Linked DNA regions of Mus musculus: regions 2, 3, 4, 5, 6 and 7 are each linked to region 1. The links are chromatin contacts, called in public HiChIP or PLAC-seq and promoter capture Hi-C maps. All regions are on one chromosome and are shown on one strand. Each heading gives the region's core, a stretch centred on a gene start, on an enhancer-like site or on the middle of the called end of the contact. The rest is flanking DNA. Distances are from core to core; before and after follow the strand shown.

Region 1 (3,255 bases), core at 305-2,804:
TTCTTAGTAGTCATTCTCAAAGAAGGAACAAAAGGGAAGAAATTAGGTTCAGAAATCTCTCTCCCTCTCTCTCCTCTACCCTTCTTTCTCTCCTACCTCGTGATAGGGAGTGAAACTGGGGTAGGGGGATAAAGTGTGGGAGAAAGAAGAACCCATAAAGTAGCAAAAACCAGCTACAGAAACCAATACTTTATCTTTCACAATTTGTTTTTAAGGATTCAAGAAAACTTATGTCAGGCTGGAGAGATAGTTTGGTGGTTTATAAAGCATTGACTGCTCTTCCAGAGGTCCTGAGTTCAACTCCCAGCAACCACACGGTGGCTCACAACCATCTGTAGTGGGATTCAATGCCCTCTTCTGGTGTGTCCAAAGACAGCTACAGTGTACTCATATACATAAAGTGAATAAATAATTAAAAAGAAGAAGAAAGCTTACATCTGGGAAGCATTGGAATCAAGTGATGCCTTTGACTTAACAGAAACACAGGCCAGAAGAAGGGTTTGGTTTATTTGCCCTAGTCCCACAGTATGATCCCTATTATTTTTGCCCCTCACATAACACACATAACTCTACTGAAATTGCCTTTCCCCTTTCCTGTATGCCAGAGGTACAGTAAAGAAACTGCTCACTTGGCCACGCCATTAGAAGAAGGTATTTGGTTTTTTGTTTGATTGACTCTGGTCTCAACTATCTAAGTGCTACCACAATTTTAGGCTTATGACACCATGCCCAACTTTTTAAAAAATAGATTTATTTTAGAGTTATGCATATACTTGTGTGGAATGTATGGGCATAAGTGTGTGATGGTAAGCACCTCTCTCTCTAAGCAGAGGCCAGAGGGGCCTTTGGGTGATCTCCTCTACAATGTCATCTACTCCTTTAAGATTGAGTTTCTCCCTGGATCTGTGGCTCCCCTTTTGCCTTTTGTTAGCTAAGCTGCAAGCCAGCAAGCCCTCAGGTCTCAGCTGGAGCTGGGGTTGAAGATCTGTTCTCTTTCCTGGAGTGATGATAGCCAAATCAAACTCCCAGTCCTTATGATACCCAATAAGCACTCCACCGAAACAGCTCTTGTTTGGTTTTTGAGACAAGGTTTCACTTTATAGCTCAAACTGGTTTGGAATTATGTAGCTCAGGCTTGCCTTCAGCAAATGACTATCTGCCTACCTCATTCTCCCACCCCAGTGGGATGACAGTAATTGACACTAGACCAGCAATTTGGCCTTTTAATTCTTTACTGGTTGTCCCATTTTCTTTTCCTGTTACGATTTTTCTTTTTTTTCTGAAGTAAGTAAAAAGGGGAAAGGAAGGAAGTAAAAAGAAGGAAAAGAATCACCATTTGCCTATCAATGTAAAATCCTTCTACTAGATGCCCAAAGGCATCAGGCCCTTATCAAATATGGCCGCCCAGGCCTCGCCTGCCGACGCTTGCCCACGGTCAACATGGTGACAGCGTGTGGCGTCGACTTCCGTTGCCCTCAGCCTACCAACGCACCCTTCGCGACGGGGCGGCGAGTTTCCACAACGGCGGCGGGCTGAGCGCATGCGTGGCGGCTGTGGCGGCGGCGGCGGCGGCCGTGGCGGGGCAGCGGGGCAGCGGGGCAGCGGGGTGGCGGGGAGTCTCTGCCCGCAGTTGCTAAGCTGCGGCGGCCGTGTCGTGATGGTGTAGCGGGGCCTGCGGGCGGGCGAGGAGGCCGGCACGGCCCACGCCTCCTGAGCGGCTCGGTGCAGCGGCGGCACGCTGAGGGGGCGTCGCCGCCGCTGGCCCCCGGCGCCCCGGGAGGCCGCGCCCGCCATGGCGGCCCGGGTGGTGCTGGATGAGTTCACGGCGCCCGCGGAGAAGGCGGCGCTGCTGGAGCGGAGCCGCGGGCGCATCGAGGCTCTGTTCGGGGTGGGCTTGGCCGTGCTCGGCGCCCTCGGGGCGGAGGAGCCGCTGCCCGCGCGTATCTGGCTGCAACTCCGCGGCGCGCAGGAGGCGGTGCACAGCGCCAAGGTGAGTCCGGCCTGGCTCGCACGGGCCGCGCGCGGGGCGCTCGGAGCGGGTCCGTCCTGGGAGCCTCGGGGTCCCTGTTTGTAAAGGGCGCTGCGAAAGCATCTCCCTGACTGGTCCCTCGCGAAGTGCGCAGAACGCAGAGCCATCAGGCCCCGGAGCACGCGCGCTGAGCGGGCTCGCGCTCCCTCCGTCCGCTGGTCCCTTGGATGTGCGCAAGGCTCGATGCTCCTGGTTGGTCTTCACCCTCCAGGCCGCCACTCCAGGGCTTCTAAACCCTTTGGGAATCTTAGGCCTGAACCTCTAGGAAATCAGGAAGGGAACGCATGTAATGACCAGACGCTTCAGAGGTAGAATATTTGGTAGCTGCGTTAAAAATATTATTCCTGTAGTGTTGGTGTTCTACGATTAAATGATGGTTGTTACACTTCTGACATTCCGCCGAGTACCACAAAAGGAATACGCAGGCTTTAAAAATCCGGCGAATACGTTTTGATAGGGCTTGTTCCTTCTATTAAATGAACAACTGGAGAAACTGAAACTAAGCGGTGACTCACCTTGTGTATAATCAGTATTTCAGATTCAGCACCGCCATCAGCCCCTCCCCCTTGTCAGAAAACAGCAAAATTTGACCGCGGAGGCGCTTATGCCTCTAAAATCTCATTGAGTCAGTGAAATAGCCAGGTTAGTCGACAGGTTGCCAGGAGAACGGGCAATTTAATTGCTTCTATGCAAGAGAGTCCTCCAAGCCGTGGGTGGGAGAAGGCTGAAGGTGTATTGTATAGCATCTTAAGCTCCCGGGGAGGAGTAGGAAGTTGAGGAATAAGGTATTGTTTCCTCTTTGGTGTTTCGAGGGTCAGATCTGGGAACTTAGGAGAATGCCCCTCTCTGCCCCTCTTGGTTTGAAGTCACCAATGTCTTAAAGCCCCCTGTTTGGAGCTTCCTGAACATCTTCTACCCACCTTTTCCCAAACTCTTCCACCTATCAGGCACCAGAATTTGTTTCTAGAAACCACATGGGCGATGTTTTGTTTTTGTTTTTTTAAAGATTTATTTATTTATGTATGTGAGTACACTGTAGCTGTCTTCAGACACACCAGATGAAGTTGTCAGATGCCTTTATAGATGGTTGTGAGCCACCATATGGGTGCTGGGAATTGAACTCAGGATCTCTGGAAGAGCAGTCAGTGCTTTAAACCGCTGAGCCATCTCTCCAGCCCCAGCGATGCTTGTTAAACAGTTCAGCTCTGGGGAGACTTTCTTTTTCT
Region 2 (3,255 bases), core at 302-2,801, 1.9 Mb after region 1:
TACAAGTGTCACATCCCCTAGAGCAGTTGCAGGTGGTTGAGAGCTGTTTGATGTCTGTGCGTCCTCTCTGGAGAAGCAGTAAGTTCCTCTGGAAGAACAGTATCCATTTTTAACCACCAAGCCATTCTTCCAGCCCAGTTTTGTTTCTTGAAGCAGTGTGTCATGTGGCTCAGAATGAGTTCTAACTTACTGTGTAGCCACCCAAGATAACCTTGATGTCCTGATCCTCTGGCTTGCTAAGTACTGGGACTCCATGTGTGCCACATGGTCTGGCTACCCCTGCCCATCCCCCCTCCCACCCCCCACCCAGCATACCCTGCTACTTGGGATTGAACTCAGGACCTTGTGTAGGGTGAGCAAATTCTCTTTTGCCAACTATATCCCTGGCCTTTTAAAGGTTTTGAGACGGGATGATGGATGGTTTACCACCCTCCTGTATTAACACACCACCATAGCTGGGATTACAAGCATTTGCCAGCACACCTCTTGGAAGTTAACATGTGTTGTGTGTGTGCTTTTGCCCACATCATAAGAATGGTGGCAAGTTTTTTTGTCCTATTGTGGGTGCTCAATATAAACAAAAATAGCTTGCTGATCACCAGACATCTGGCTCTCTTCCTGACAAGACTGCCTGTCCATCGCACAGGACATGTATCTAGCTTTCCCTTTGCCTTCACCTCCTTAAGTCCTCTAGTTATTCCCTAGTCATGAGTCCACCTGTCACCTTCAACCTCCAGCTGGGGCTTGAGTCCTCTGAGATGCCCTGGAGCCATTCGTTGTTGAACCAGGAAGGGTCTCTAGGGGCAGAAAGATGGGATGAGCAGGCTGGGGAGCCCTTCAGGATCCTCCCACTCAGCCGCCACACTCACATCTGATTCAGCACATGGGCTATGGCGAGTCCGCTGCTCAGGTCCTGGGGACTGGCACAGGGGGGTGAAACTTGGAACGTCTGCAACTAAAGGGGGAAGACGGAAGGGCAACAGGAAAATTGAGGACCTGGAATTGCAGACTTTTTCCCCAGCCATCAGACATTTCACGGGGTTAGAAAGGCATTAGCCTGTAGCACCAACATATCACATCTTCGGGGGCGTGACTTCTACACGCCTAGGCAAGGACGGGGCGTGGCTTCATTTTACCTATCCTGGCAAACCCTGCAAACCTAGGTCAGGGCGTTACCACCAGTCACCTGGTCCCCACTGCTAACATGTGACCAGGCCTGTGCCCTCCAGAGGGGCGTGGCCTCACCTGGTCTTTTCGCTCAGGCCTGCCCACGTGACAGACGCAGGTGGTCAGGTCAGAGTCCAACGGCCCAGCAAGCCTACGATCTATTCCTCCTTCCAGGTCCAAAACCGAGGAAAGAAGACCAAGACAGGACGAGAGGAGAGGGCGCACACCTGACCCAGCCCCGCCCCCCGACCTACCCAGGTGAGCAGAGACCCGCATAGCTCGGCCTTGTCCACACTCATGGCTCCGGATCGAATTCGATCCGGGCCAAGGAGCCCCGGCACGCAGCAGCAGCCTCCGGGTCCGCCACCAGCGAGCGCCCGAAGCCCAGACCTCCCGCTCGGCCTAGAGCGCCGCCCCGCTCCACCCCGCCCCCTAGCCATAGGCTCCGCCCCAGACACGTGATCTCCCATTGCAAACACTTGCCTCGCCATCTTAGATGCGGGACATAGGCAAGTGCACATTCTGCCGCTAGGTGTCAGTCTGGCTCAGTCCTGCTGCTGGTGACCTCCACTCCTCGCGGCTTCTCTTTATGTAGTGGAGTGGTCCTCAAGATCCTTTTAAGGCGGATCTACCGCACCCAGTTTCACAGGCACTTTAATGGTTCCCCCCCAAAGCTGAAAGAAATCCTCCGGTTTAGCCGCGTTATGATCTGAGCCTTTCTTAATGTGGGCGCAGAGAATAATTATAAATCCTGTAGTCGTGGAGTGAGAGGATCTTAAAAGCGTCTTCCCCAGAGAAGTGATTCTGGCTGGAGTCCTTCTGAAAACTCGGGTATGGTTGGGAGCAGGAAGGGTCAAGTATGTCCTGAGTAAAGGACATAGCACTTGCCCAGCCCGGGGTCTCTTTCCTGCGAGCTACTCTGCTCCTTCCCGGCCCCGGGTGCTTTGAGCACCTTCCTGCCCTAAAAAACACTCGACCTGGCCAAAGCTGCGGGTGATCTGAAGCCCACCAGGGGGCGCGCAGAACGTAGGAACGCATCCTTCTGGGAAAAGGGTGCGTCCACCGGTTGAGCCGGTTTAGGGGAGCGCAGAGAGCTTAGAATTTTTTGACAATAAAGTCTCAAGACATCATTTGTGGAGTGCTTACTGTTTTCAGACTTTACAATAAGCTATATATCTACAGACAATTGAATGTTTTCCACGACCCTAGGAGACAAGGGCTACTTTAATTCCCAGGTTTTGTTTCTTAATTTTAGAAACTGTATTATTTAATTTTTTTATTTAATTTTTTTTTAATCCGCCGCTTTGCAAATGAGTAAACAGCGGCTACAAAGTACACGGGCTTTGACGCCAGGGGTAAAGCCCAGACCACGCCCTTTGACCCCTGGGTCCACTAGTAGCCCCTCCCCTCTCTGGCGGGTGGGGTAATGTGCTGTAATTAGAGGCTATTAAATGTGCCCAGAGGGAGGAGTGGAGCCGGCTCTGCTTTGGGGCGGGTTCAGTTCGGAGGGGGATAATGTTCTGCTTCCATCCAGGCAATGAGCCGGGATCCAGTCCAGCGACCCTGTCCTGGTTGGGTGAGCCCAGCGACATCAGCCACCCGCCCTCTATCTTACTAGAGTTGTTAATCTACTACAGACACTCGGTTGCAACCCACTCAAACTCTCAGCTGCACACACCAGAGAGCCTTGGAGGCTGATTCACACTTCCACAGACCCTCACGCCTTGTTTTCCTGATTCCAGTCCCTGAGACCCTGTGGAAAGGTATAGAAGGGAGTGTGCTTCCAGACTGGACTGGGCATGGGGCCTGCCAACTGGCTCCCCCATCCCACATCCACCAGAGTTGATGCCCCACAGTGGAAACAAAGCTGTGCTGTCCTACACACAAACACACTGTTACCAGGAACCATGATTGTTAAAAGAATGTGTGACATTCTGGGACACAAAAATTTAGGGTGAAGGTTGCATTGCAGGGATTTTGAAGTTTAGGAGAAATCTGAGAATCCAGGTCTGGGAAGTGACTTAAGGTGTCCCAGCGTTGGTGTGATATCACAGGTGTCCAGATGTTCAAGAAGTCAAGATTTAAATG
Region 3 (3,255 bases), core at 532-3,031, 1.9 Mb after region 1:
ATTCTGGACGTCAGATCCTTTCACGTCAGATCCTTTCTCAGCTCCTGAGTAGCTGATACTACAGGCACACACTACTGGACACACACACACACACACACACACACACACACACACACACACACACACTGTGTTGTTTTTAGAAACAATGTAACCTTTGTTCAGACTCTGCAATCCTCCTGCCTCAAGCACCACAGTGCTAGGATTCCATGTATGTGCCACTTTGGAGGCTCACACACACCCCCTTTTAAGACCTAAACAAACTTAAGCCTTACCCCAAACCACAGAACTGGATCCAAGATTTGACCCACAGTCTGTTATTCTCAAACCAACATTTCTTCCTCCCCACTACAAGGTCTCAACATCAGAGACAAAGCAAGCTCAAAACTAACAGAGTATATGTCCAACTTATTTAACCCGAGGCTCCTCAACATGACACTTGACATTTTCAGCTAGATCATTCTTTGTTATCCCTTGCGTTATAGGATACAGAAGAGCATCCCTGCTATCTACCTATAGATGTCACTAGCATCTCCTCTTAAGAGTTTGACAACCAAAATGTCTACAGACTTTACCAAATACATGAGGATGAAGAGACTTGCTCCCAGTAGAGAACCACTGGTCTTGTTCTTTAAGAGTCTGTTCTGACTTTCCTAGGACCACTTCATGAAATACATCAAAATCTCAATTATTAGAACTACAGAAAATCAGGATAGGCCACCCACACTCCAAACAAACAACGTTCTTTTCTGTCAAAGACACCACCAATAAATACTCAGCACAAGATAAGGTGCTAAATAAATGGACATTAGTTAAATAATAAAGAAAGGAATCGATTGATCTTGCTAAGGCCACAAAGTCGGTGATTTGCTTTTTGTTATTGGTTGGTTGGTTTTGTTTAGTTGGGACAAGGTCTCACTTTTTCGAATTCTCCTCTTCTTGCATCCGGAGTGCTTGTAATACAAGGCGTGTACCACCACGCCCGGCTACGGTCCGTGGTCCGAGTCGAGTCTAACGATTACAGCAGACTCGGGATTTAAATGTGTCTCCTCTTTTTCCCCCACATTATATGTGGGCCTCACTATTCAAAGTCTGGGTACAAATCAAACGGGAATCCTAGCATCTAGGGCCCCCTAACCCCAGAGCGCTGCTTCCAATGCAATTTCCCGGTTCTCAGGTCCCACGAATGAGATCTAAGGATTCCCATTCCCGCCCAGAAACACCTCTGGTCCGGAATCCAGGCTCGAGATTCTCAGCAAGCGACCGGGACCGTCCAGGCAGCCGGGCGGAGGACTGCCTTGGACCATGACGCCCCTTCCCGGGCCCGACTCCCCCAGCCAACGCGGGCCCCGGCGCCCGCCCCCACCCCCGCGGCTCCTTACGAAGCTGAGCGTGGGGCCTGGGCCGCCCTTCCTCTTCGGATTCCCTGGGCCCGCCGCGGCGGAGGCCGGTGGATCGGGTCGCTGCGGGCCCGGGGGTGGCTCCTCCTGCCGCTGCCGCTGCTCCTCCTCCATCTTCCGCTTGAACAGCTCCAGGAAGCTGCCATCGTTGGCAAACAAGTTCACACCGCTGGACACCGGACTCGAGCCCGACACCTCGTCGTCCCCACTCTCGGGTGACGTTCCCGGTCCCGACTCAGCCCATCGGCTCCTGCCGCTGCCCGCCGGGCCGGGCGCCTCCCGACCCGGAGGCTCCGCCCGTCTCCCTCGGGCAGCCATTTTGTGGCCAGATGCCGTGCAAAGGACGTCGGGAAAGGCTCTCAGACCGCGCGCTTGGCGCGGGACTGGCTTCGTCTGGAGCAATGCATGCTGGGAAGAGAGGTCGGAACCCAGAAGCCAACGCAGAGTGGGCGGAGCTTAGGTGGGGCCAAAGGGTTCTGACCTGGCCACCAGGCGATGGAGCCCAGAAGCCGGTCCCTTTCCTTCTGGTCCTCGGTTCCCTAATCCTGCTAGATACGAGTTAGCTAAGCAGCCAGAAGCTCCCCGAGAATGGGACCATCGTTTGGGACCCAGGCCCCCTGTAAGGGCTAAGAGAACAATCCCAGGCAGCCACCAGAACTCTGTAACTGAACGGATCTTGTTTGGAGCCTGTGTTTTCAATTGTCCCTTGGGAACTTGTGTGGCCCCTAACTAGGTCTACAAAGCATATCTAACTTGATACCTCCTATTAGAATGGAAGCATCTCCAGGTTTGACATCTGTCTCTGAAGTTAATCTCTTAGCTTGAAATAAAAATACCGCTGGCAGCGGGGCGTGGTGGCGCACGCCTTTAATCCCAGCACTCAGGAGGCAGAGGCAGGCGGATTTCTGAGTTCGAGGCCAGCCTGGTCTACAAAGTGAGTTCCAGGACAGCCAGGGCTACACAAAGAAACCCTGTCTCGAAAAACCAAAAAGAAAGAAAGAAAGAAAGAAAACCGCTGGCTGCGTGCAGCTAGACACTGCCTGAGATTAGTATTTAAAGAGGCTGGAGCACTAAAATGAAGCCGAACGTATTTCCAGGCTGAGAACCTAAGACTTAATGTTTTGAGCTGCGTACTGCATGAAGGGACTAAGGACCCTTGTATTCTTTCCCAAGGACAGGGACTCGATTAAAATTGCATTTGCTGAACTTGGAGCACACCCAGAGAGAAAGCAGAGTGCCAAGCGCAATAAGAGTTTCAGAAATTAAAGTTCTTTCTACAAGGACGACTTGTTGCAGGAATCATTCCTGCCCAACATGGGAGTTCCGGGAACACAGGGGGAAAGTCTGCATACTCTGCAGCAAATGGAGTCTTTTAATCGACCCTCAGCCAAATAACCAGTTCGTTCGTAATTGGTTTGCGACAGAAACCATGTGGCTCACAACCAACTGGGTAACTGGAGGACCGGAAGAGATGTTGAGGTCCAACACAGAAAGTAAGGGGGAAATGATAATCAGGAAACTGAGCCTATGGAATCAAGAGCTACCTCTGCTCTAACTTCACGCAAAAAGCTTGGCCAGGATGTTTGCCTGGTTGCTAAGGAGAGGTTGACGCCTGCAGGGACTTGAGCGTGACTAGTGGAAGTAAGACAAGATTCATCCAATGAAAAGAGTGCCGCAAGACTCAGGGCCCAATCAGTGAAGAGCAGTAGTCTGGGTCATACCAATATGTCCGCGAGACAGGGGAATCCTTAGAAAACTACAGACAAAAGTTCACAAAGGTGAGCCCTTGACTCATAAAATGGTGAAAAGATAGCGCTCATTATCTCCAAATGTCAATGCAGGAGTAAAATAAGTCAGA
Region 4 (3,255 bases), core at 564-3,063, 1.8 Mb after region 1:
GAGCAGGGCATTCAGAGGACATCAACTGACAGAGCCCAGCCCTGGCTGTCAGGGAGCCCAACCTTCACCAGACCTAGATAGAATGCTGCCTGGATCCCAAACAGGCACAGGCTCTGGCTTTGTCTCAGGCTACCTGACCACCCATCTCCCATGCAGAACTAAGAATATTTACCCCAGCTCTAAGAAACCGAGACTAACATTTTTACAGGCTTCATTCTCAAACCCTAGCCCAGGTGACAGTAATTTCTCTCTCAATTCTCCCCAGGGGCCTCAAGATTAACCAACTCTTCTGGGTTTAGATCCAGGGACACAGTGGTTAAAACTTCTAACTACCCAAGCAGTGGTGGCGCACGCCTTTAGTCCCAGCACTTGGGAGGCAGAGACAGGCGGAGTTCTGAGTTTGAGGCCAGCCTGGTCTACAGAGTGAGTTCCAGGACAGCCAGGGCTACACAGAGAAACCCTGTCTCAAAAAACAAAAAATTAAAAATTAAAAAAAAATCCTTCTAACTATAAACCAGGAAGCCACATCAAGACACAGAAGCCAAGGGGTGGGAAATATGGCTCGGCAGTAGAGAACTTACCTAAGTTATCCCTAGTCGCTCTTCCTGCCCCCTCCCAAGTCAGAATCTAAACCTCAGGTCAGCCATTCAATGGTCTGGAGGAGGTCCAAGCACCTGTTTTATCAAAGCTGTTTGTAAATCTGACTCGGGGTTGGAGGGCAACTCCCTAATGCAGAAGAATCAAACTCTTCCAGATTAGAGGAATCAAGAGCCTGAGAACCTAGCAATATCAGAACCAGGAACATGTCCGAGACATGCTGAGGATGGGACACGTCATAAAGCATTTACCTAGCATAGCCAAAGCCCTGAGTTCTGTCCTTAAAAGCAACAGCAAAAACTCAAAATCATCGATTTCAAGTTGTCTCTTCCTCCAGAAACCAATGACCTCAAGGGCAGAAGGAACAACACAGCTCTGCAAAGATGACAAGGCTAGCCCAAACACTTGTAAGGCTAAGGAGCTACATGAGAACCTGCCCCAAAATAATAAAATAAAATAGAAAAGGTGACAGGCTAGACCTAGAACTGAAAGATTACTGGTATTAATGATCCCAATCGGGAGTCTAGAAATTCAGAACCTCTTAACGAATCCTGGATCAACACTCCATGGGTCAAAGGCTTTGTTATGCTAGTTGCTGCTTGTGCCTCAAGTTGTTTCCAAAGCTTGGGAATTCTTGGGCTAGGGCCTTTGTGCTAACAAAGCGCAAACCCGGAAATCTTTGGATTTTAAGTTTAGAAATCCCAGGTCCAGAGCACTTCCTGAGGAAACCAAGTGGCCTTGTGGTCGACAAGGATTAGGCAGCACCCCAAAATTCCTGTCTCCCAAGGATGTGCATACCTTCCACCACTGGGTAGGGTGCGCGTACGCGGCGCTGAGCGCGTAGCCTCCAGGTGACACGATCACGCACGAGGTCGTGCAACGCTTGGCACACGCACGGCAGGACTTGAAGCACGACTCGCGCATCCAGGTAGGCACAGATCTCCAGCAGCAGCTCCGGGGGAAGGCTCAAGAGGCCCGGTAGGCGCACGGCCGGGACTTTGGAGGCGGCCTTTCGCTCCGGCACGCCTAGGGACGCGGAGAACATGGACTGCAGTGACGAGCGCCGCGGGGTCAGGCCAAGCTTGGGAGGGGTAAGCACACGGGCTACGTAGGCCTCAGCTTGAGTGTCAGGGTCGGGATCTGGCTCGGGGTCAGATTCCTCCTCACAAGAGCGAGGATCCCCACTCCGCCCTGAGGAAAGATCCATGGCGCCCGGGTGGGCGCGGCTGTACAGGTTTAGCCAGAGCCGCGTCTTGTTTCCTAGGCAGCGCGAGATCACTTCCGGCGCCCATTAGATGACGTCAGAGACTAACACCTGCCAGATATTGCTTGGAAATCAGACGTCTAGTCCTGTGCGGGTGTGAATGGTTTTTTTTTTTTTTTTTTTTTTTTGGTTTTTCGAGACAGGGTTTCTCTGTATAGCCCTGGCTGTCCTGGAATTCACTTTGTAGGCCAGGCTGGCCTCGAACTCAGAAATCCACCTGCCTCTGCCTCCCGAGTGCTGGGATTAAAGGCGTGCACCACCACGCCCGGCGTTTATCTTTTATTTCTACTCCTTTTTTTTTTTTTTTTTTAAGGCAGGGTTTCTCTGTATAGCCCTGGCTGTCTTGGAACTCACTTTGTAGACCAGGCTGGCCTCGAACTCAGAAATCCACCTGCCTCTGCCTCCCGAGTACTGGGATTAAAGGCATGTGCCACCACCACCCAGCTAAATAATTCTTAAAAAAAAAAAATGGTCACTGGGTCCTCAACCCGGGCAGTGGGCACGCCTTTAATCCGGCTTCTACTCTTATATTTGGAATCCCCTGAAGCTAGGTTTACAGGTCGGCAATCACCTCTTGTGGATGCTAGAAACCCAATTTTCATCTTCTCCAAGACCAACTGCTTTGTTTTAGACAAGTAATCCAGGATGGCCTCTAATTCGGTGGGTGACCTGCCTCTGCTCTCTCTGTTGAAATGAAAGGCACCTATCTCGCTCACTTAAAGTGCTCTTAAGCCATGGGCCATCGACCGTTTCAGCCCTGGAGTTTATGCTTTGTACGCATTTGGAGGCCTGAGGTTGAGATGGTTGGAGGCCTTCTTCAATCTCCATCTTAGTTTATTGTCCTAAATTTTGTGTGTGCTCCCGTGCACCACAGGTCACATGTATCAGAGCAACTCTGTGGAGTCACTTCTCCATCACCTTTACATAGGTTCTGGAATCAAATTAAGGTAAACAGGCAGCAAACATCTTTATGTGCTGAGCCAACTCTCACAGCAGGCATCTTATATCTTGAAACAGCTATTGACTAATGACTTTTAGCTAGACTGGCTGGCCAGCCAGTGAGCCTCAGGAAGCCTTCTGTCTCTGTTCACCAGGAGTTGCTCTCCTGTGCCCAACACTGATGTGGGCAATCCTAATTTAGGTCTTCAACTTTGCATGGCTTCAACAGTTAAGCTCCACGCCTAAGTTTATTTTGGGGTCAAATGACCATTGTCTAGGAACTCTGATTCAATTTCAAATAGGTCAGGCAAAACTGTGGGCAATAAATGGTTAAGGACTAAAGGTAGTAGGCCAGGATAATTTCACATAGACGAGTCACAGCTCCCCACAATCAGTCCTGTCCAGGTATAATCTTTCTTTTTAATTGATTTTAAGGGTATCACTATGTAGCCTTA
Region 5 (3,255 bases), core at 307-2,806, 1.8 Mb before region 1:
ATTTGAAACTAAAAATGTAAGATGACAGTATAAACACCAGGAGCAAAACACTAAGTATAGATTGATGGGCAGGATAATTACTGCTCTTTCTTCATGTATTAAAGACTTCCTTAAATCACTTAACCACAGTTTAGGTATCTTCTGTTTAATATGTCATTTTTACATAACAAGTTCCTGGTCTTATCAGCTCATCTCAAAAGTTTCCAGTCCAAACAAGGCTTTTTTTTTTTTTTTTAAAGAATACCTTAAAATTTTGCAGCAGAACATTAGAGAATGTTCTGGGTACTGTCAACATTCAAATTACATGAACTTCACTAAGAATTTCCAGCAAATCACTTTCCTTCAATACTGTTCTAGTGCAAATCCACCCACTACCCAGCGGGGAGCAGCAGGCTAAATTCTTGGGGCCATTCAACCTACTTGAGGTATGAGGGGGTGTGCAAGAGACTGATGTTTGAATGCACGCCCTCTTGATGCCTGCATTCTTCTCTGGAGCCAATGATTACAAAAATGAGCAATCTTATTAGGAATCCCTGATTAGCCCCAACACAGACACACACAGACACACACACACACACACACACACACACCACAGCAAGGTATGAATGAATGCTCCTCTAAGGAGACAACTTTCCAGGGAAAATCAAAAAGAGGAAGGTGGCGGGGATAGTGGGGGTTGGGAGATTGCAAGGCTTGGTGGCTAGAGGATGACAAACCCCTAAAACATGCAAATGCCAAGGGGTGGAATAGAAAAAGATGCCAAGGACATGAATAACCTGGCAGCTGACCCAGATGAACTCAGTTCCAGACCATGATCATTCGCGACTTGGCGGTCTCCTCCAAGGCTGACCATAATAATAAAAGGAAAAACAAGGTACCTGTCTCAACAGGATGCACCTTCCAACTACACAACTGTGCAAAACCATCCTCTCTCCTCCCCCCTCCCTCCAGACCAGAGAAACTGAAAGAAAAAGCAGAACACGCCATTAGCGAGGCCAGACTGCTCTTCCGGGAGCGGAGCCACCAACACCCCACAAAACAGCACAGACGTGAGGTACCATAACCCGAGATTCTCCCTGCCTCCTGCAGCCGTTGGGAGCCAGGCAGGGTCCCGGCCTCAGTTTCCCCATCTGTCCACGACGGCGGGCCAGAGAGAAAGACGGAGTCCTGCACTGCTCCTACCCAAGCCCTGTGGTGCAGGAGTCCCGCGAGTCGGGAGCCCTCGGGCAGGCTGGAGGTGACAACCGCGGTTGACGTCAGAAGCTCGTCGGCCCGGGGCAGCTAACGGGCGGGCGCTGAGGCCCGACGGTCGCCTCCGCGCTTCAGGGCGCCTGAGGCAGAGCAGGAACACTGGGGACCTAGCGTCAGCCGCGCGGCCGCGCACACTCACCCGCCTCGGCCGCCGCTCAGCGCCGCAGCCCCGGGCTTCAGAACCAGCGTCCCGGGCCGGCCGGGCGCCCCACACCCACCACCCCAGTATTTACCTCAGGCGCGCGGGCCCCCGCGCAGCCGAACCTGCTACCTGGGCCCGCCCCCACCTGCCCCGCCTCCGAACTGCCCGCGGGGAGGGAGGAGCGGAGGCGGAGAGGGTAGATGCCGCGCTAGCCAATCGTATTCAGAGATCCGACCCTGCGTGCGCTCTGATTGGGTTTTCTTGTAACAGACCTTCCTCCAATGGCTGCTGGCAGGGTGCTGGCTGAAGGGACTTTCCGCTCGGTCAAGCTCGGTGGAGGCAAAGGGAAAGCGAAGGGGCGGGGCAGAGGAGAAAGGGTGGGGGCGAGGAGCGATGGCTGATTGGGCGAAAGGCCGCCAGTGTCATGTCACCATTGGCTGAAACCACGCCTGGGCGGGGCGCTGTGCTCTTAGCTCCACCCTCCTTGCGCGGGTCTTGTCTCTTGGCTTAGCTGTCAAAACTAGGGTGGGAAGCGATCCAGAGAAGAACTGAGAATAATTTTCAGAATTCCATTGAAAGAACAAAGCTTAGAATTACACCTAGAGTCAATGTTTTCTTTCTCAGTTTGTCAACATGTAACACGGGGAACTCCCAACCATCCTAAGCCTCAATTTCCTCGTCTGTAGAACGGAGGTGTTAGTACCACCTGTTTTACCGGATTATTGTGAAATGCTATATAGTATCTCCTAACAGTAGACTCTGTACAAACTGAAGCTCTTTCTGTCCTCAGATGGCGTCTGGGACACCTGCTGTTTTTTTAAACTTCTGTGGCCATCCTCTCCAAGGGTGGAGAGAGTCTCCTAAGGATAAAGAAAGGCTTTCCACCCTCTACCTTACCCGGGACTGCATCCCTGGCCACCAGCCAGAATTAAGGGTATAATGAAGGATCTTTCAATTAGACGGAAGGATTCTGACTCCCAAAAGTGTTCAAAATATTTAAAGAAACTCTTTTTATAATCAGCCCCAGAGCCTGGCAGCACATGACTTGCTTCACTGGATAGTTCTCTTAATTAATTCCTTCTCCTTTGACATTTTAACTACTAATTATGGGAGAAGGTGATTAATACTGAGAAGGAGGGGTGTGTGTGTGTGTGTGTGTGTGTGTGTGTGTGTGTGTGTGTGTGTGTGTGTTTAATCATGACACAAATTTCCCCAGTGAAGACTACCATGTTTCTGAAAATCCAAACAATGAAAACCACTAACACAGAAGCAGACAGACACATGGGTGATTGCTAACAGTATTAACTCACAACTCCTCTCCCTGCTGAAATCAACCATGATGAAATTGGTATCTTCTGAAAACTGAAGCCTCAACTCTTTCCTGTCTTTCACTGGTATACATATATCCTGTTCCCAATTTCCCAAGCTCTAGCCACATGATATAAATCAATAGTGACACACAGTGGCCTTAGACAACAACATTCCCCTATAGATCTGGATTCTCCCATGACACTGGCATGATTCAGAGATCCAATCTGGCTGTGTGGGAGAACATTTTGCTTGGCCCCATCCAACAAGGAAGAGGACAGAGTTGAGGAAGTAGACTTGGGAATCTTTTAGTGGGTCAAGCAGACTTATTTTCTCCAGATTGTCAGAGTCCTTCCCCCACTCTGTTTTCTCTCCTCAGATCCTTTCTCTCATGCTCATTGTCCTTAGGCTCCTGGAGATGTGATTTGCCGCTCCTGGCTGAAGCATCTTTATGTCCTTTCTGATAGTGACATCTTGTATAGTTGAATGCTCTGCTTCAGTAGGGTTTGCCACTGCACTATCAGTAACCATGTACCTCACTTATCCCCACCCCC
Region 6 (3,255 bases), core at 390-2,889, 1.8 Mb after region 1:
GTCTTCACTGGGCAGAGCACCCCATGAACAAAAGAGAAGCAACAGTGCAAGCCAACCAGAGCGGAAAGTTTTATATCAACTGGTTTCAATAAGAAAACAAGTGACTACGTAGAAACATGAACAGTGTTTCTCATAACAGTGGCCGGGTTTGGGGGGGGGGGAGAAGGTAAAAGGGAAGTCTGCAGGTTTATCTCTTTGTCAAAGCAGAAGCAGGGCCCCAAAGAAAGAGCCAACTTCCTTCCATTCAGCTGGGAGCCCAGAGACCACACTCAGGAAAGTTTAGGACAGCAGCTGAGGGAGGGCGGAGGCAGCCAAAGGCTAGGCCAGAGAGAAGGTGGGCCTGAGTCCAGGATCCAACCCTCCTAGGTGGCATCACCAGGGAGGCGTCATGGGCTGAGGATTCTGCAGATAGGACATCACCACGGCGGAGATAGAGAGCCTGAGATGGAAAAGAGCTGTCAGTGCTGGGGAGCACGCATGGGACCCCATCCCCTTATTCAGCATCCTCACATGAAGCTACTCATCATCTGCTTAGTGTCCTCCGAGCTCCGCGAGTTGGCAAAGCTGATAAAGGAGCAGTAGACAGCAACCCAAGCACACCACTTCAGCTGAAGAAAGGTGGGTGAGAAGACCGGGTCAGTGACAAGTATACCAAGGAGCTCCCACCACCAAGGTCCTCAGATATCAGGTTCTACCTGCAGCTCGGACCTTGTTCCCGGGGAAGCACCTCAACACCAACCCTCAGAGCCTACTCGAAGCAGCAGGCTTCTGATGCCAATGTGTGTCCTGCACCTCTCACCCTACCGCATCCTCTCAGACTGCTCTAACATTCCCACATGCTAAGGACCCTCCCGGCCTCTTTTCCACAAGTCGTCTGTAACTTGCCTAAGTTAGGCTCCACCCTCAGACCCCGCTAGGCAGTGTACAAGTCAAGTGCAAGCCCAACTTCCCCTACGTTTGGGGCGTCACCCTAGCTCCACCCCTAGCTGACCTCACCCCCTTCCCCACCTCTAGCACAGCCAGAGGACCCGCCTCTTTCTGAACCCACCCCAGACCTCAGTTTCAGGCGGACCAACAGACACTCAGGGAGGTTCATCCCCACCCACCTTAAGCATGAGGCCACACATGCTGAAGATCATGCCAAGAAGATTCATGTAGTCCGGAGTCGGGTCGTCTAAAGCCGGGTTGCACTCACTCGGGGGAGGCTTATACCTGCGACATGTTCAAGGATCAGGAGCGATCAAGTCCCACCTGGGCCACCTTAGCCATGACCCACGGCCACAACCAAAGACGCCTTGCCATGACTTGCTGGACTGCTCACCTCAGCACTTTGTTGGGCCTTCGTGGGTCGGACATATTGTTAGTGGACATAGCAAACTGAAGACCACGCCGTCCTTCTTTCACAGCTAGAAGAGCAACTTCCGGGCGTGGGAATGAAGGATGGCTTTTAGAGTAACACCAGTAGCCAGCGCTTCTGTTCCCAATAGCAGTGAGAGGGACGACTCTCAGCCAGAAAAAGGAGAATGAGAAAAGGCCAAAACAGTTCCTGGAAAGTAGGAAGTCTAGGGAAAAAAAACTGAAAGGACTTTTCAGTATCCCCAAAACTGTCATTAACGCGCTGAAATTTTGCACGGAAGTGCAAAGCAGGAAATAAATCCTGGGGGACAATAATAATGTTACACTCGAGCAAGTCTCTTTGAAAGCTTGGGAGGACGGTGGTCTCAATACATCAGCAGTAAAGCAGGCAGCGGACTGATGCATTTAAAAGTATGGCTTTTCCCGAGCCAAAGCCGCGGGCACCGGAGCTGCCGCAGAAACGGATGAAGACGCTGGACTGCAGCCAGGGCGCGGTGCGAGCCGTGCGATTTAATGGTAAGCGCCTTCGCCTTCCTCCCGGGCGTCCCTCCACCCGAGACCGGCGGTCCCGTAACCCCTGCCCTTTGTTCCCCAGTGGACGGCAACTACTGCCTGACGTGCGGCAGCGATAAAACCCTAAAGCTGTGGAACCCGCTGCGTGGGACGCTGCTGCGGACCTACAGTGGCCACGGCTACGAAGTGCTAGATGCGGCTGGGTGAGCTCCGGGCTAGGCTGGAATAAGGAGCGCAGAGGCTAGCTAGGGTCGTGAGTGGATATTGACCTTCTTTTCCCTGTCCTCCAGCTCCTTTGATAACAGCCATCTCTGTTCTGGTGGCGGGGACAAGACGGTGGTGCTGTGGGATGTAGCAACTGGGCAGGTCGTGCGCAAATTTCGGGGCCACGCTGGAGTGAGTACAAGCGAGAAGACCCTCGTTAACGTGTGCATTGTGGAGATCCATATTAGCCCGTAGGTGGTACGAGGAAGATCCTTCCATCACAGTCTTCCCCCATTGTGCCCATCTAGTATACCGTGACAGCCACCAAGCACTGTCTTCCTTCCAGTTTCCCTAGAACCTTTCACCTTCCCTACCTATAACATGTGCCCTTGCTTTAACATGCACTGAGAGCCTTGCCTTAATCCCAATCCTCCAAAGCCTCACTCCTCTAAATTGGTAATTCCTGATTCTCAGAAGGTGAACACCGTTCAGTTTAATGAAGAGGCTACAGTCATCCTGTCTGGTGAGTCTAGGTCTGGACAGCTAGAAACTGCCCGCTGCCCAGAGACCCAAACCTGACCTCATCTTCACATTGACCTTACAGGTTCTATCGATTCCAGTGTCCGATGTTGGGATTGTCGTTCTCGGAAGCCTGAGCCGGTGCAAACACTAGATGAAGCTAGAGACGGCATATCCAGTGTAAAGGTGTCAGACCATGAGATCTTGGCAGGGTGAGTGAGTCCAGGGCCACACTCCTTGCCCTGGTGCCACTGGAGGTCATAGTGGCCATGGTTTGGTCTTTTGAGTCAGGGTCTTTTGTAATCCAAGGCGGTCTTTAATTCCTAATCCTCTTGCCTCTACCTCCCAAGTGCTGAGTATCAGAATGAGCCGTGAAGGGCATGGTGGCAGAGGCCTTGGATCTCCAAGTAGTCAGGGCTATGTAGGGAAACCCTGTCTCAAAACAACAACTAACACACACACACACACACACACACACACACACACACACACACACACACACACACACACAAATACTGAATTCCAGCCTAGATGTCTTTTTGTTTTTCTGACAGAGACACATTCTGTCCTGGAACTCACTATACAGTCCAGGCTGGCTTTCCAAAAGCTGCAATTGTAGGTATACACCTCAAAGCCTGGCCCAACTCAGATAACGAGGCAACA
Region 7 (3,255 bases), core at 215-2,714, 1.8 Mb before region 1:
CTGCAACCTCTTGTCTCTTTACCACACTAGGCCCTCTGCCAGGCAACACGAGGCAGAGGCAAATGAGATCCGGCCCTTGCAGCTGGGACTGGCTAGCCAGAGGCACGCCATGCACAGTAGTTCTCTCAAGCTCTTGCCAAAACCAAATTCTTATGGATATGTGTGTTCTTGGTATGATAGTGATGGTGGTGCAGAGAGGCAGGATGTTGTACAGAGTCCTGAGCAGAAAGGCAAACGATGAGGATTTTAGTATGCCCTCAGTTGCCAGCCTCACACGCTCAGCATGACACCATTAAGTGTTCTGTACACCTTGACTCATCATAAGCTTCCTGAGGGCCTGTGGGGTTGAAGCAGATGCAAATGAGGGCGAAACCTCTGTGACAGTGAAAAGCAAGATTGATTTAGTTGAGCATGGTAGACAGCATCTATTCATCACAAGATCCTTTCAGTGCAAATGTGAGCCTCGGGAGGAAAAAGAGATTAAGAAGCACATGTACCCAAAGGAACCCTCTCGGCCTATCTTCAGCCATTAACGCAATTCGATAAAAGACAAAGAAGGCAATGGACTCCAACGGAGAAGAGATGGGTGGGAAATAAGCCTGTAAAATGTCTACCATAATTATCCTTTGTGGGACCCAGTGTTGTAAGCTATGAGGTGACACCCCTGCCCACACTGTAGAATGGCTTCAAGAAGTATTAGCCATGCCAAGGGTAGAGAAGGTACAGCCTGGCTCATTCACAGCCAGGGGAGTGCAAGATGTCCACCTGGGCCGTACCCTAGCCTATCCCATGACCTTTCTGTGTCAGGCACTGGCTCCGCATCCCACCAGCTCCATGCACCAAACCTCAGTTCTCCAGCTTGTCAACAGAACACGAAGGGCCCCATTATGCCTAGCTCATAGCTAGGATAATAACTATTAAAAGAATGTATCCCCAAATCCTCATGTTAGACTGAGATCCCTAACATAATGGGTTTGGGAGGTAGGGTCTTCTGAGAGTTGACTGTCATAAGGACAGTCTTCATAAAGGGATTTATGCTGTAACTGTGAAACTGGGGTGCATAAGGTAAGCTTTCTCTTGTCTGTCCACCTCCTACCATGGCATGTCACATGCGGCAGGACAGCCCTCACAGACACTACCAGTGTGCTCTTGCATGTTCCGGATCCAGAGCTATAAACTAAATAAACTTTCGTGTGTGTGATTTTTTTTCCTTCAGTTTATCGTCTTCTGTCATTGCCACAGAAAAGGACTAAAACAAAGGACTTTGAAATGAATTCTCCAAATGCCAGCTATCGTTCGGGTGTCTAATACGTATCAAGCTGCTTAAAGCTGCTGTGAAGTTAAACTGTCCTCCTGTTGGTGGCCTTGACCCACGTGGCCTGTATGATGTACTGCAGATATTTGTCTAGGAGGTTCAATGTACATCTTTCAGCAACCAATAAGCTGGGGCCCCTGAAGGAGATCACTCAGCCCATTTCCTGTTTTCAAAAGGAGAACTCAGGATTGCGGCAGACATTCAGCCATCTAGTTGGACCTTGCAAAAAGAGATCGGACTGGGGCATGTGACTCTCCTGGACCCCGAACCCACAAAGCCTGAAGATCCCAGGTCAGTCAGTGTTTGACCCCAAGCGTAGCTGGCTTCTGCGCCCTGAGACCCAGTGATGTCCTTGAGAGGCCCTCTAGGAACTCCCTGGGTACTGGTTAGGAGGGACCAAGGGTGGTGAGAGTATGGGCTGTCCTTAGAAACTGGGGCCAAACCCACCTCCAACCTCTAAGCCTGACTCCTTTTGCAATGCCAGGCACTGGTCCTGTTCCTGGGAACAAGTCCAGGCTTGTATTTCTCAAAGGGTGGACCCTGTAGCCGAGTAAGAATCCGGAGCCCACCCCAGCTCTGTCTGGGTGTTGTGGGGTAGGCAGCCTGCTTGCCTTAGAGCTCCTAACACTTCCTCTCCCCAGTCCCAGTGGGGATTCTGATGTGCACACCCAACTGAGAGCGCTTCCAGCGGCAAGCTCCACAGAGAAGCACCCAGGGGTCCCATGGTGCTCAGGGCAGGTGGAGCCTTGGCTGGCCCTTCAATGGAGACCTGAGGAGGCTGCCCTACAAAGAAAGGAGACTTAAACTCAAACTCCCGCAGCCAGGGCTGCCGCTCCCTGTCCTTCCTTTCCTTCCTTCCTCCTCCTCTTTGAATGGGTGCCTCTCAGTTCTTCTGTCTTATGGGCAAGGGCTTTTACTATATTCTACCAGATTTTCATTAGCCACCCCCCACAACCTTCCCCCTGCCCCCGAGAAAGGTGGCCTCGGCTCTACAAGTGGCCCTGTGTATGAAGGAGGAGGACTGAAGAGGGCAGGGCCCCTTGAAGTGGGGAACAAGAGCCAAGGCTCCCGGAAAATGAAGATTGTCATGCACAGAAGATAGTAAGGGGTGGAGGGGTGGGAGCCTGCGACTCTGCTCTGTCCTCTGGGCCAAGTCCAGTCCCAACATCTGCAGTGCTTTGTTCTGATGGCTAGAAATCTTTCCCACTGAGGGTGTGGAGTGATAAGGCAGCCCTCAGAACCCTCTGTCCCCAAGGAGCTTAGCAGCTGGGCGTAGTGGCGCAGGCCTTTGATCCCAGCACTTGGGAGGCAGAGGCAGGCAGATTTCTGAGTTCGAGGCCAGCCTGGTCTACAGAGTGAGTTCCAGGACAGCCAGGGCTATACAGAGAAACTCTGTCTCAAAAAACTAAAAAAACAAAAAACCAAGGAGCTTAGCAAAAGGATCAATTGCCCACAGGGGGAAACTGAGGCTTGGATGTGTTTGGGAAACTGTCAACATATCATCTTTATCTACTTGTCTTTAAATGGGTCACTCCCAGCCTGTCCTGTAAGAGGACAGGAACAGCTTTGGTTGTGGCTTTGAGTTTTATTCTAAGCCTCGGTTTCATGCCAGTTTTTGAATGGTTTACCAGAGCACGCAGCACGGGCACATTTCTGCGGTCTTCCGAAGCCCCATGGAAGAAGTTCCCTGCAGATCTGGAAAGGCCTGGACCACTAGGGCCAGTTCCACAAGCCACCACTCACTTCACAGACAAAATCATAGGGAGAGTACAGAGTGCCCATAGGAAACACTACATCTCCATTCGGTAAAATAGGCCCCCTTGGCATACCTGTAGTCCCAGCCCTAGGGAGGCAAAGACAGGAAGATTATGACTTCCGGGCAGCTTGGGCTACATAGTGAAGCACTATCTCAAAAAACAAAAGCAAGCAAACAAATAAAA

Evidence for each region. Promoter capture Hi-C pulls out the DNA fragments that hold promoters and counts their contacts. HiChIP or PLAC-seq counts read pairs in DNA pulled down with a chosen protein or histone mark.
Region 2: a promoter capture Hi-C map of neutrophils shows a contact between it and region 1, with 4 times the contacts expected there. The contact joins the promoter of Hook2 here to the promoter of N4bp1 in region 1. A contact is called at or near these places in 5 of 39 promoter capture datasets (the C10 cell line, the HPC-7 cell line, embryonic stem cells and 2 more), 1 of 484 Hi-C or Micro-C datasets (the C2C12 cell line) and 2 of 115 datasets of contacts at active chromatin or transcription factors (bone marrow-derived dendritic cells and embryonic stem cells).
Region 3: a contact with region 1 is called in a promoter capture Hi-C map of pre-B cells. The contact joins the promoter of Trir here to the promoter of N4bp1 in region 1. A contact is called at or near these places in 5 of 39 promoter capture datasets (the C10 cell line, the HPC-7 cell line, embryonic stem cells and 2 more) and 3 of 115 datasets of contacts at active chromatin or transcription factors (astrocytes, large pre-B cells and microglia).
Region 4: a contact with region 1 is called in a promoter capture Hi-C map of pre-B cells, with 5 times the contacts expected there. The contact joins the promoter of Fbxw9 here to the promoter of N4bp1 in region 1. A contact is called at or near these places in 2 of 39 promoter capture datasets (embryonic stem cells and pre-B cells) and 2 of 115 datasets of contacts at active chromatin or transcription factors (both in embryonic stem cells).
Region 5: a promoter capture Hi-C map of hematopoietic stem and progenitor cells shows a contact between it and region 1, with 2.1 times the contacts expected there. The contact joins the promoter of Cyld here to the promoter of N4bp1 in region 1. A contact is called at or near these places in 3 of 39 promoter capture datasets (erythroid cells, hematopoietic stem and progenitor cells and liver) and 1 of 484 Hi-C or Micro-C datasets (B cells).
Region 6: a promoter capture Hi-C map of neutrophils shows a contact between it and region 1, with 4 times the contacts expected there. The contact joins the promoter of Wdr83 here to the promoter of N4bp1 in region 1. A contact is called at or near these places in 9 of 39 promoter capture datasets (the 3T3-L1 cell line, 3T3-L1-derived adipocytes, embryonic stem cells and 5 more), 2 of 115 datasets of contacts at active chromatin or transcription factors (embryonic stem cells and large pre-B cells) and 1 of 9 other capture datasets (adipose tissue).
Region 7: an H3K27ac HiChIP or PLAC-seq map of bone marrow-derived dendritic cells shows a contact between it and region 1, with 7 times the contacts expected there. The contact joins the promoter of Snx20 here to the promoter of N4bp1 in region 1. A contact is called at or near these places in 1 of 39 promoter capture datasets (liver) and 1 of 115 datasets of contacts at active chromatin or transcription factors (bone marrow-derived dendritic cells).

What each region holds. Positions count from the first base shown.
Region 1 is chr8:86,883,557-86,886,811 of GRCm38.p6, reverse strand. It overlaps N4bp1 (NEDD4 binding protein 1), which reads left to right and starts at 1,554. Exons shown (of 7, transcript NM_030563.2): 1 at 1,554-1,990. The coding sequence starts at 1,793.
Region 2 is chr8:84,988,919-84,992,173 of GRCm38.p6, reverse strand. It overlaps Hook2 (hook microtubule tethering protein 2), which reads right to left and starts at 1,551. Exons shown (of 21, transcript NM_001372357.1): 1 at 1,422-1,551; 2 at 870-955; 3 at 725-797. The coding sequence starts at 1,466.
Region 3 is chr8:85,025,359-85,028,613 of GRCm38.p6, reverse strand. Trir (telomerase RNA component interacting RNase) reads right to left here and starts at 1,781. Exons shown (of 3, transcript NM_026760.3): 1 at 1,380-1,781. The coding sequence starts at 1,715.
Region 4 is chr8:85,058,677-85,061,931 of GRCm38.p6, reverse strand. It overlaps Fbxw9 (F-box and WD-40 domain protein 9), which reads right to left and starts at 1,813. Exons shown (of 10, transcript NM_026791.2): 1 at 1,396-1,813. The coding sequence starts at 1,804. A230103J11Rik (RIKEN cDNA A230103J11 gene) reads left to right here and starts at 1,472. Exons shown (of 4, transcript NR_110582.1): 1 at 1,472-1,525.
Region 5 is chr8:88,695,329-88,698,583 of GRCm38.p6, reverse strand. It overlaps Cyld (CYLD lysine 63 deubiquitinase), which reads right to left and starts at 1,556. Exons shown (of 17, transcript NM_173369.3): 1 at 1,485-1,556.
Region 6 is chr8:85,079,130-85,082,384 of GRCm38.p6, reverse strand. Wdr83 (WD repeat domain containing 83) reads left to right here and starts at 1,639. Exons shown (of 9, transcript NM_026399.2): 1 at 1,639-1,872; 2 at 1,952-2,072; 3 at 2,160-2,265; 4 at 2,548-2,596; 5 at 2,678-2,804. The coding sequence starts at 1,770. Wdr83os (WD repeat domain 83 opposite strand) reads right to left here and starts at 1,422. Exons shown (of 4, transcript NM_001001493.2): 1 at 1,322-1,422; 2 at 1,107-1,212; 3 at 511-608; 4 at 46-439. The coding sequence starts at 1,371. The coding sequence ends at 373.
Region 7 is chr8:88,634,337-88,637,591 of GRCm38.p6, reverse strand. It overlaps Snx20 (sorting nexin 20), which reads left to right and starts at 1,464. Exons shown (of 4, transcript NM_027840.3): 1 at 1,464-1,606.